2 separate regions of the Mus musculus genome follow, and region 1 is linked to region 2. A link is a contact called in public Micro-C data. All regions are on one chromosome and are shown on one strand. The core of a region is the stretch at or near the end of the contact, and the rest is flanking DNA. Distances in the headings are between cores, read along the strand shown.

What was found. A called contact is a pair of places that touch in the nucleus more often than the background predicts.
Region 1: a contact with region 2 is called in a Micro-C map of the HL-1 cell line, with 5 times the contacts expected there. The contact joins two enhancer-like sites. A contact is called at or near these places in 1 of 484 Hi-C or Micro-C datasets (the HL-1 cell line) and 2 of 115 datasets of contacts at active chromatin or transcription factors (extraembryonic endoderm stem cells and pancreatic cancer cells).

The regions. Positions count from the first base shown.
Region 1 is chr10:108,446,459-108,450,763 of GRCm38.p6, forward strand. The region is part of intron 1 of Gm36283 (predicted gene, 36283); the gene reads left to right. Among named protein-coding and RNA genes, the nearest start is that of Gm36440, 3.8 kb to the left of the region's middle. Within about 2 kb of position 2,168, at least 15 of the 459 cell types and tissues checked have an H3K27ac peak or open chromatin away from gene starts, as enhancers often do. A contact at or near this core is called in the HL-1 cell line, where this site is marked.
Region 2 is chr10:108,105,554-108,110,222 of GRCm38.p6, forward strand. No RefSeq gene overlaps it. Among named protein-coding and RNA genes, the nearest start is that of Gm40754, 53 kb to the right of the region's middle. Within about 2 kb of position 3,033, at least 5 of the 459 cell types and tissues checked have an H3K27ac peak or open chromatin away from gene starts, as enhancers often do. A contact at or near this core is called in the HL-1 cell line, where this site is marked.

The DNA of each region.
Region 1 (4,305 bases), core at 918-3,417, 340 kb after region 2:
CACAGGGAATCTGAAGAGATTCAGTGAGCCTACTCCACGCACAGGACACACAGGCAGGCAGGCAGGCAGGCATACATGCCTGCGTTCATGTGTGCGCACGCGCGCTCCGCCCCCCCCCCCCCCAAGTTATTCTAGCTAAAAATCTTTATTCAGGATGGACTTAAGGGCTTTCAGCTTCCTTCCAGCTCTTTCCATGCTTAGGTGAGTCACTGCGGCCTGAGCATAGGAGCCCGGGTTGCTGGTTAGACCAGGATCGTTTATTGAACTTTCTAACCCTCCTCTGCGTTGCCTTTAGGGCTTTCTCCTGTCCTTGCACTCAGCTCCCCACGGAAGAGCTAGTGGTCCAGTCCCTCAGGTGCCTGAGGAGCGGCCAGGGTTAGAGTTGCCTCAGCCCTTAGGGAATGTCAGGAATGCTGAGACTGTCTGGCGCTGCTGCTTCTCAGACCCCCGGGGGAAAGGAAGTTTTGGATCAGAGCTGTGGAAGGAGCAATCTTTACCTCTGACCACAGTTACCTAAAGATGTGGCACTGACCCTTCTACCCAAGTGTCGGTTGCCGGAAATCCCCTTGTCTGTTCGTCTGGAAGCAGAGGTCTCTGGGAAAGGCTGCATAGCAAACTATAGATGTGTGAAATTATTTGACATTTCATTCCTTATCCTGAGATTTCAGAGTCTGAATGAAAATGGGCATCTTCTTATGTCATGCATTGGGGCTCAAATGTTGCATGCTCTATCTGGTTTGCTAAGCCAAAGAACTTTTGCTAACTGTTTTTTTTTTTTTAATAGAAAGGGAAGAAAAAAAAAAAAAAGCCAGGGACTGGCTCCCAAGTGTCACCACACAACAGTTGTTCTGACTCTCCGTCCCCAGTCTGAATTTGGCTACATTTGTGTCTGCGTTTAACTCACACAAGTATAAGGACAGCCGTCAGAGGAGCCAGAAACTACATCGAGAGCGCAACTGCTTTCGCAACAGCCTTTGTGACAACTAGAGTCGCTCAAGAGAATGATTTCTTTTCTGAGATGGACTCTGGGGCTCCACCCTTCTCAACTCAGCCGTTGTTCTACAATATATCTGGCCTTCGATGGAGACTTACCGTAACCTTCAAACACCACAACCTTATCACAGCTGCCACCCTGTCCCTTCTGTTGCTTCCCTGGAAACCTCTGTGGAGGGGCACTTCTCCTTGTGTTCAGGAAGTGCAAACATTAACATAAGAGCAGTTTAGTGAGGATATTTGCTTGCATCTGGGTACAAACATGAAAGGGTTCCCCCCCCCCCCGTAATTGTTACTAAGTGTACTCTGTCAAAATTCTCTGCCTGCCACTTGCCATAAGCCTCCTTAGTGGCACCTCAGCTCAGTGCCCTGGATCCCGAAAGTCTTAAGGCTGGCAGTATTCATTTTCAATGTCTAAAGTCAGTTGCTTTCAAAGTCTCTGCCTCCTCCTTCAAAGAGGTAGAGGTGATAATCCTTAGTATTAGCACCCCCCCCCACTTACTCCCCAGCCCAACCCCGACAACACTTGCTATAGGATCTGAAGGCTCTTCCTTGCCCTAGAGAGGCTGCTGTGTTCTCTGTAGGGCGTAGCTGCTTATTTGACCAGTGTTGACTACGTGGCTCTGTTTCTTTGGAGTTTTACATAGAAAATCTCATGTCTCTGGCTTTTCCCCCTCTCCAGACAGGGTTTCCCTGTGTAACCCTGGCTGTCCTGGAACTCGGCTCTGTAGACCAGGCTGGCCTCGAATTCCAGAGATCTGCCTGCCTTGGTTTCCCGAGTGCTGGGATTAAAGGCGTGTGCCCCCTGAGCCGGTTCATGTGCTGGCTCTTAGGAGGACTATACCACATATCCTTGGGGATGCTGAGTCCCCGAGGTGCGGTGATCTGCTTCGCGCCACGATACGTGCTTAATTGAGAAGCTTGTTGACTTAAACCCAGCTACCTTCTAGCCTTCTTTGTAGTTGATAAGAGCTATAAGAAACCCTTTGGTTTTTGCTACTCCAGAGAGTATCCAGTCTGGACAGCTGGCACATCCTCTGCACGTTAGCTTGTCTCTCCGGCTCCTCCTTCTGGCTCTCGAGGACCATGTGCTGGCTCAGTTCAGAGATGGTGACTCTTTCCTCTCCAAGTCACTCTTCACTCCACAGCTTGGTGTTGACAGTGGCGAGTCACATCTCTATCACGGCCTCGTCCTGTGGAGGCCTAGCCCAGTTCTCTCCAAGCAAGAAGGGACTTTGGCAGGGACTCCGGCTACTCTGTAAATTGCATCATTTGTTTTCTCGAAAGTTTTTCATCAAACAACTGCGTCTACAGAAAGGTTGACTTCCTGCAATCCCCGTTCCTCAGATCTGCGGAGTTCTTTAAACATGGACTGTAATGCAGAGTTTTATGTTGTTCTTAGTGATACTCAGTATACAGTATATTAAAGTGGAGGTAACCCAACAGTAGTAAGTGTCTATTCAGGGGAAACTAGACCCCCTCCAGATCAAAGGGACGCCAACTCTCTGGCTGTGGTAGAGACCAGATAGTTCAGTTGGGTCAGGTCACCACTGCTCTTCTAAAAAAGGCAGGACCACCCCAGGAAGGTAGACTCACCTCAAGTCATTCTTAAAACAAAAACAAAAACAAAAACAAAAACAAAAAAAACAGAAGGAGGTAGAATAATTATCCCTTTAAAGGCTACTATTCTTTTCTTTTCCTTCCCAGAATTCCTGCTCCCTAGTTCGGTCCCGGCCAACTTTGGGCCTGTCCATCTTTCTCTAAGATGCAACTTTTCTGCTTTCTCTCCCCAGTTTTTATTTGGGATGTTGGTCAGAGCCTAAATCTGTTTCTTCTGGTCCATTGGGGTATAAGAGGAATGTCTCGTCTTCCTATGGCCTTTAAAGTCCCTATTGTTCAGTGGCTCTCTTCATTCTCTCTTTTCCTATCTGGGTCTTCGTCTTCCACTGTTGGAATAGAGCCTACCTTTCTACAGTACTTCCCTCCTTTCTGGGGAGGCAGAGGAGGAGAGGGAACATCCCTTCCTAGCATCTCCTTCAAAGGAGATTGTGCGAACATTCTAATAGCGCTGGCTTTTGTGTCCTATTGATCTAGTTAGACTGGTATGTCCATCTGAAGATCAGACATCAGTGAGGGAACTGGGGCCTCATGGATGCTACGGCATCTTATGGAAGTTACTAAGGAGACTGTGATCATGGACACAACAGCCCACTTCCTCTCTGGGAGCATGGTTTGTCACATTCTGCGATATTCTCTTGTACTTGATAAAAGTCTGCTATTTGTATGCTTTACCTCAGATCTCCTAGCCTTGTGTGAGATCCAGTGAAGGAACTAATAACAGACCACTCACAAATTCATTTAAATACATGTAATTTAGTGCTAAATTTAGATCCTTGAATTCGTCTATGGCAATTGATTCAATAGGAGTAAAGGTCATTATGTCAGAGTTGATTGGAACACATTTCTGTTCACTACTGTGGCCATGGCCTTTGCTGTCCCTTTAGCTCTCCAAATCACAAGCCTCCAGCTATAGAGGCTGACCACTCTTCCCTGATGCAGTTATATCTGGCCTCTCATTAAGCCAAAGGGCTTCTCTATCCCCCTGTTGTCTCGGGGACATTACTGTCTTGCTTTCTCGTGGGTGTTTTGATCTGCACTGCAGTGGACACTTGAAGGCCACACTCTCGTACCTTTCTGCCGGCAAAGCATCGTCATTTGAACAGCCCCGGTCAGGCATTTCTGGTTAGAATTGTGTGTTAGAACCAACATAAAGGAATCGCTAAGTGAAGAGGGAGGCCATGTTGAAATAACTAGGACATGAAACTCAGGTAATGAGGGACAGTATTGAATGGCTAAGCAGGTACAGAATATCTGTATCTAACAATTATGAAAAGAACATGTTGACATTATTTATGATGGAGTTTTGAAAAATAATTCAGATATATAGGCTTAAAGGGATATAGACTAGACAATATAGAATCTAGACACTAAAGATCCGTATGTTCCTGGTAGCATGGTGAACTAATTCGAATGCCATGCTTGGCCCTTGTCTTCTTTTGTGGGTGTAAACTTACAGAACCTATTACAAGGACAGTTTGGGGGGAGCAGGTTTGTACCATGGAACCCACATCCCTGGCTGCTACAGACAATGCTAAGATGTGGATCCTTGACTTAGGCAAAACTAGTCAGAAAATTCCTTTTCGATTACCTTAAAGTTGCAAAGCTGTGGTAGCTGGATCCCAGGTTCTGTGTGGGAATTTGTTCCAGTTGGGTTTGGTTTTGTCCGGCAGAAAGCAGACAGGGAAATAAGTA
Region 2 (4,669 bases), core at 1,783-4,282:
GACCTATCTTTATAGCATAAAATCAACCATAGGCAATACATAAATGAATAAATATAATATGTTTCAATACAACTTCATATTAAAGGGCTATGGTTTGGCTCAATGATAGACTACATGCTTATTAACAGTAGTACCCAGGGTTAATATCCTATGCACTGGGAACACAGAGAGAGAGAGAGAGAGAGAGACAGAGACAGAGACAGAGACAGAGACAGAGACAGAGACAGACAGACAGACAGAGACATAGACATTAAAAGTCAGATAATGGGCTGGATTCATAGTTTACTAATACTTGTTCTAAGCCATAAATTGTCAATAGGGTATATGTCTAATGAGATTCTTCCCAGAATCTAAGAGAATCTCTCACATAATAGATATTCAATAATAAGTGTTCTACATTACTTTTTATTTATTTTTATTCTGTATGAAAGTAGGGTAAGCACATGAGCACCACTGTATGTGTTTGGAGACTAGAGGACAAAGTTAAACAGTTCGTTCTCTCCTTCCACAATATGGGGTCCGGGAAATTAACTGATGCTCTCAGAGCTTCATGGCAAGTGTTTTTACCTACAGAATGCTCTAAATGGCCCACGTAATTGTTAAAGGCGGGTAAAGGTCTTGCTTGATATGCGAGAGAGGCCATATGTCCAAAGCCAACAAAGCCATGGATGACCATGAGGAAGTTGTTGACCACCGCATGCACGCTCCAGGCATCACACAGATTCGAGATGGCAAAAGATATCACCGGGGGCTTATAAGAGAGAGCAGCCAGTCAGAGAGCCTTGAGGATGCCGTGCAAGACTGGGAGGGATGGTCATGGAAGATAAAAGGAGCACCTAATGGATTCATTAGCTGAGGTTGCACAACATGCAAGACAGAATGGTCTAGAAGGCACCTCTTTCCTCTCTCAAAACCTTTGTGTATAAGATGTCTAGCTAGAAGCCAGGCATGGTGGCGCACACCTTTAATCCCAGCACTCAGGAGGCAGAGGCAGGCAGATTTCTGAGTTCGAGGCCAGCCTGCTCTACAGAGTGCGTTCCAAGACAGCCAGGGCTACACAGAGAAACCCTGTCTCAAAAAACGAAAAAAAAAAAAATGTCTAGCTGGAACATTGTCTGCTCCATTGCTTGATGACTACACTTAAATTCCTTTCGTGTGTGTGTGTGTGTGTCTGTGTGTGTGTGTGTGTGTGTGTGTGTGTGTGTTTTAGGAAGCTTCTACAGTGGTAGGTTTTCCTATCATTTTTCACAAAGCCTTTAGTGTTAGTTGTCCCTCCTGGCACTGCCTCCTTAATCCTGTCTCCTGTCTCACTCATCAAGTAAAATCCTCCCCAGTGCCGGGAAATGGGTTTCGTTTTGTGGAATAATTGACCAAGGGAGTTCCGTGAATACCTCTCAAAACACCATAGGCTATTGCCAAGGCTATTGGCTGCTCTCCACTCCATGATAAGACCCTAGTTCTAAGAGTAACACTTATGTCATTGAATACTGAGAAGTGGAGCTAGTGCCTAACTAGAAGCTTTCTGCCTACTGACTAGTATTTGTGGTGGCTGGAAGGTACTCTATATGCTACCAATGAGAAAGGTAGCCATCAGTATCAGTGGGCTACAAACCCTACAAATGACAACAATGATCTGCCTGCAAGATATAGAAGCACAACGGCGGTACAGCTGTTGTGGGTGTAACCAACCACTTTTTCTTGGACTTAAGGACCACTCTATGAAATGAAACCCATGCTCAACACTGATAAAGTAGCCAAGAGCCTGAGACAAGATATACCATGGGCCTAAAGGAAAGCCTGTTGTTATTATTCTATTGCAGAACATAGCAACAGAGTAACACTTGATGTGACATATTGCTGTATGGACCAGTGTATCGCTCAGTCCTCATCAGAGAAGCTCCTGCTTGCACTAGGTGGGAATTAACAGACAGTCATAATTGGACAGTATGCAGAGAATGAGAAACTTTAGAGCACTCAGTTCTAATTGGGATGTGTTAACAAAACCCTCTGCTCAAGGCTCAGGGATCTATGCTGAAGAGAATGTAGAAAAATTGTGAGAGCCAGGGATGGTAAATATCTCCAGAAAAAAAAAAAAGTCACCAAATAAAACAGGTCTGATACACATGTGAACTCACAGAGAGTGTGGCAATACACACATGGCTTTCACAGGTTCAAACCTGACAAAATCCAAGAGAGGAGAATGGAAAAGAGACACAAAGCCCCTTCCCTAACCAAGAAGCTGTTTGCAATTGATACATGGTGGGAAAGGGGGAATCCGTTTCCTCCAAGGAAATGTGTGCTGACTCCTTAATACTTTGCTTGACACAAGCTAGAGTTATCTGGAAGGAGGGAACCTCAGTCAAGGAAATGCCTCCATAAGATCCAGCTGTAAGATATGATTGATTAATGCTCCATTGTACGTAGTGCCTTTCCTGGTTAGGTTGTTTCTATAGTAAGCAGGGTAAGCTAGCCATAAGGACCAAGCCAGTAAGCAGAACTCCTCCATGGCCTCTGCATCAGCTCCAGCCTACAGGATCCTCCCCTGTTTGAGTTTGAGTTCCGGCTTTGACTCCCCACAGGAATGGATTGTTACCGGGAAGTTTAAGGTGAAATAAATTACTTTGGTCATGGTGTTTCATCACAGCAATAGTAATCCTAACAGAAACAGAATGACACTGGGTATATCAACCACACTTCAGCGCAGGTCCCATACCCAAAAGTGGTTGACCAACAAAGAAAGAGAGAGAGAGAGAGAGAGAGACCTCATGGGGTTTTTTGGTGAGCCTTTTGTTTTATTTTAACATTTTTCTTATTTTTTTTCCTTTGAAAGATAAAGGGCTTGAAGCTAAGTGGGTACAGAGATGGGGAGTGTAGCTGCTTGTATTATGAATGCTAATTATGCTCCCCCCCCCAAAAAAAAACTGCAGAGGAGTCTGCACACAGCTTCTAGGAACCTGCCCCTAGTTGGTTCTGATTGGTAAATAAAGATGCCAACAGCCAATAGCTGGGGAGGACCGACACAGGTGCAATTTTAGGATTTCCCAGGCTTGGGACCAGGAAAGAGGGAAAAGGAGATCTGCCAGGCCAGGAGAGTAGGGAAGAAAGGAGAGACGACATGCCTGAGAAGAGTGCAGGACAGAGAGGCATGGCCACCATGTGAAGGAGCCAGGAGTGCACAGCTCAGAGGGCGTAGCTCAGAGGGCGTCCAACTGGGTCCACCACAGCCAAGATAGCACATGGAGTTAGTGTACTGGCTAGTTTTGTGTCAACTTGACACAGCTGGAGTTATCACAGAGAAAGGAGCTTCAGTTGAGGAAATGGCTCCATGAGATCCAGCTGTAAGGCATTTTCTCAATTAGTGATCAAGGGGGAAGGGCCCCTTGTGGGTGATGCCATCTCTGGGCTGGTAGTCTTGATTCCATAAGAGAGCAGGCTGAGCAAGCCAGGGGAGGCAAGCCAGTAAGTAACATCCCTCCATGGCTTCTGCATCAGCTCCTGCTTCCTGACCTGCTTGAGTTCCAGTCCTGACTTCCTTGGTGATGAACAGCAGTGTGGAAAGTGTAAGCTGAATAAACCCTTTCCTCCCCAACTTGCTTCTTGGTCATGATGTTTGTATAGGAATAGAAACCCTGACTAAGACAGTTAGTAAGCAATTACTCAGAATTAACCTCATGGAGATTAGGCAGTGGCCCAGCTACTGTGTTGTTTAAGGCATATTGAAATATAAACGGTGTGTGTGTGTGTGTGTGTGTGTGTGTCTTTCATTCAGGAACATAAACCATTGAGGTTATGAGTAATGGACCCACTGCCAGGATTTATTAATTATTATTTCAACGGGGAGAATCTGGGAGGAGTTTGAGGAGAAAAAAAAACATGATTGAAATATACTGTGTGAAAATAAATTTTAAGGAACTTTTAAAGAAAACAAACAGAAAACAAAAACAAAATGCCATTCACAGTGAGGCATTTACAGCAATTCAGTAGTAGCTTGGCCTGCTCCATCTCTCATTTCAGTCCACATTTAGCCCTTCACTACTGATTCTTCTGTTAAGACCCAGACGCAGAAGAAAATATTTGTGTGCAAGGCTACAAATGTTGCTAAGTTTACAGGAAAAGATGGGCCCAATACTGTCACTGTTGGTATCAGGACCTCTGAAACCTGTGACATCGCATATAGGCGACAATGCAACCCACACATCTGTTGGCAAGGCAACAGCCACCATATTCCCAGAATCTACTTGGTTCACCTCCCACCTTTACCTGTGGCTACATCACTATCCATATATAAAAAGGAAGACCTCTCTCTCTCTCTCTCTCTCTCTCTCTCTCTCTCTCTCTCTCTCTCTCTCTCTCTCTCTCCCTCCCTCTCCCTCTCCCTCCCTCCTTCCCCTCTCCCCCTTCACTTTCTGCCACCACCTTGCCCTTTTCTCTCTCAATAAACCTCACATGGAACTGTTTGGCCTGGTGTGGTCTTTCTGGAGCCGCACAAAGATCACAACAGTCACCACACCCACAAAGGACACTGTAGAACTTTTTAATGGCATTTGTCCTTTCAGGGAAATGGAACCAGAATGCTTCTACTTGCCGGTACCAATTTAACTTATCAGTGTAAGGTAGGTTGAAGTATCATTCTCCAAATATAATCAACTTCATGAAAAAGAAAAAAGTG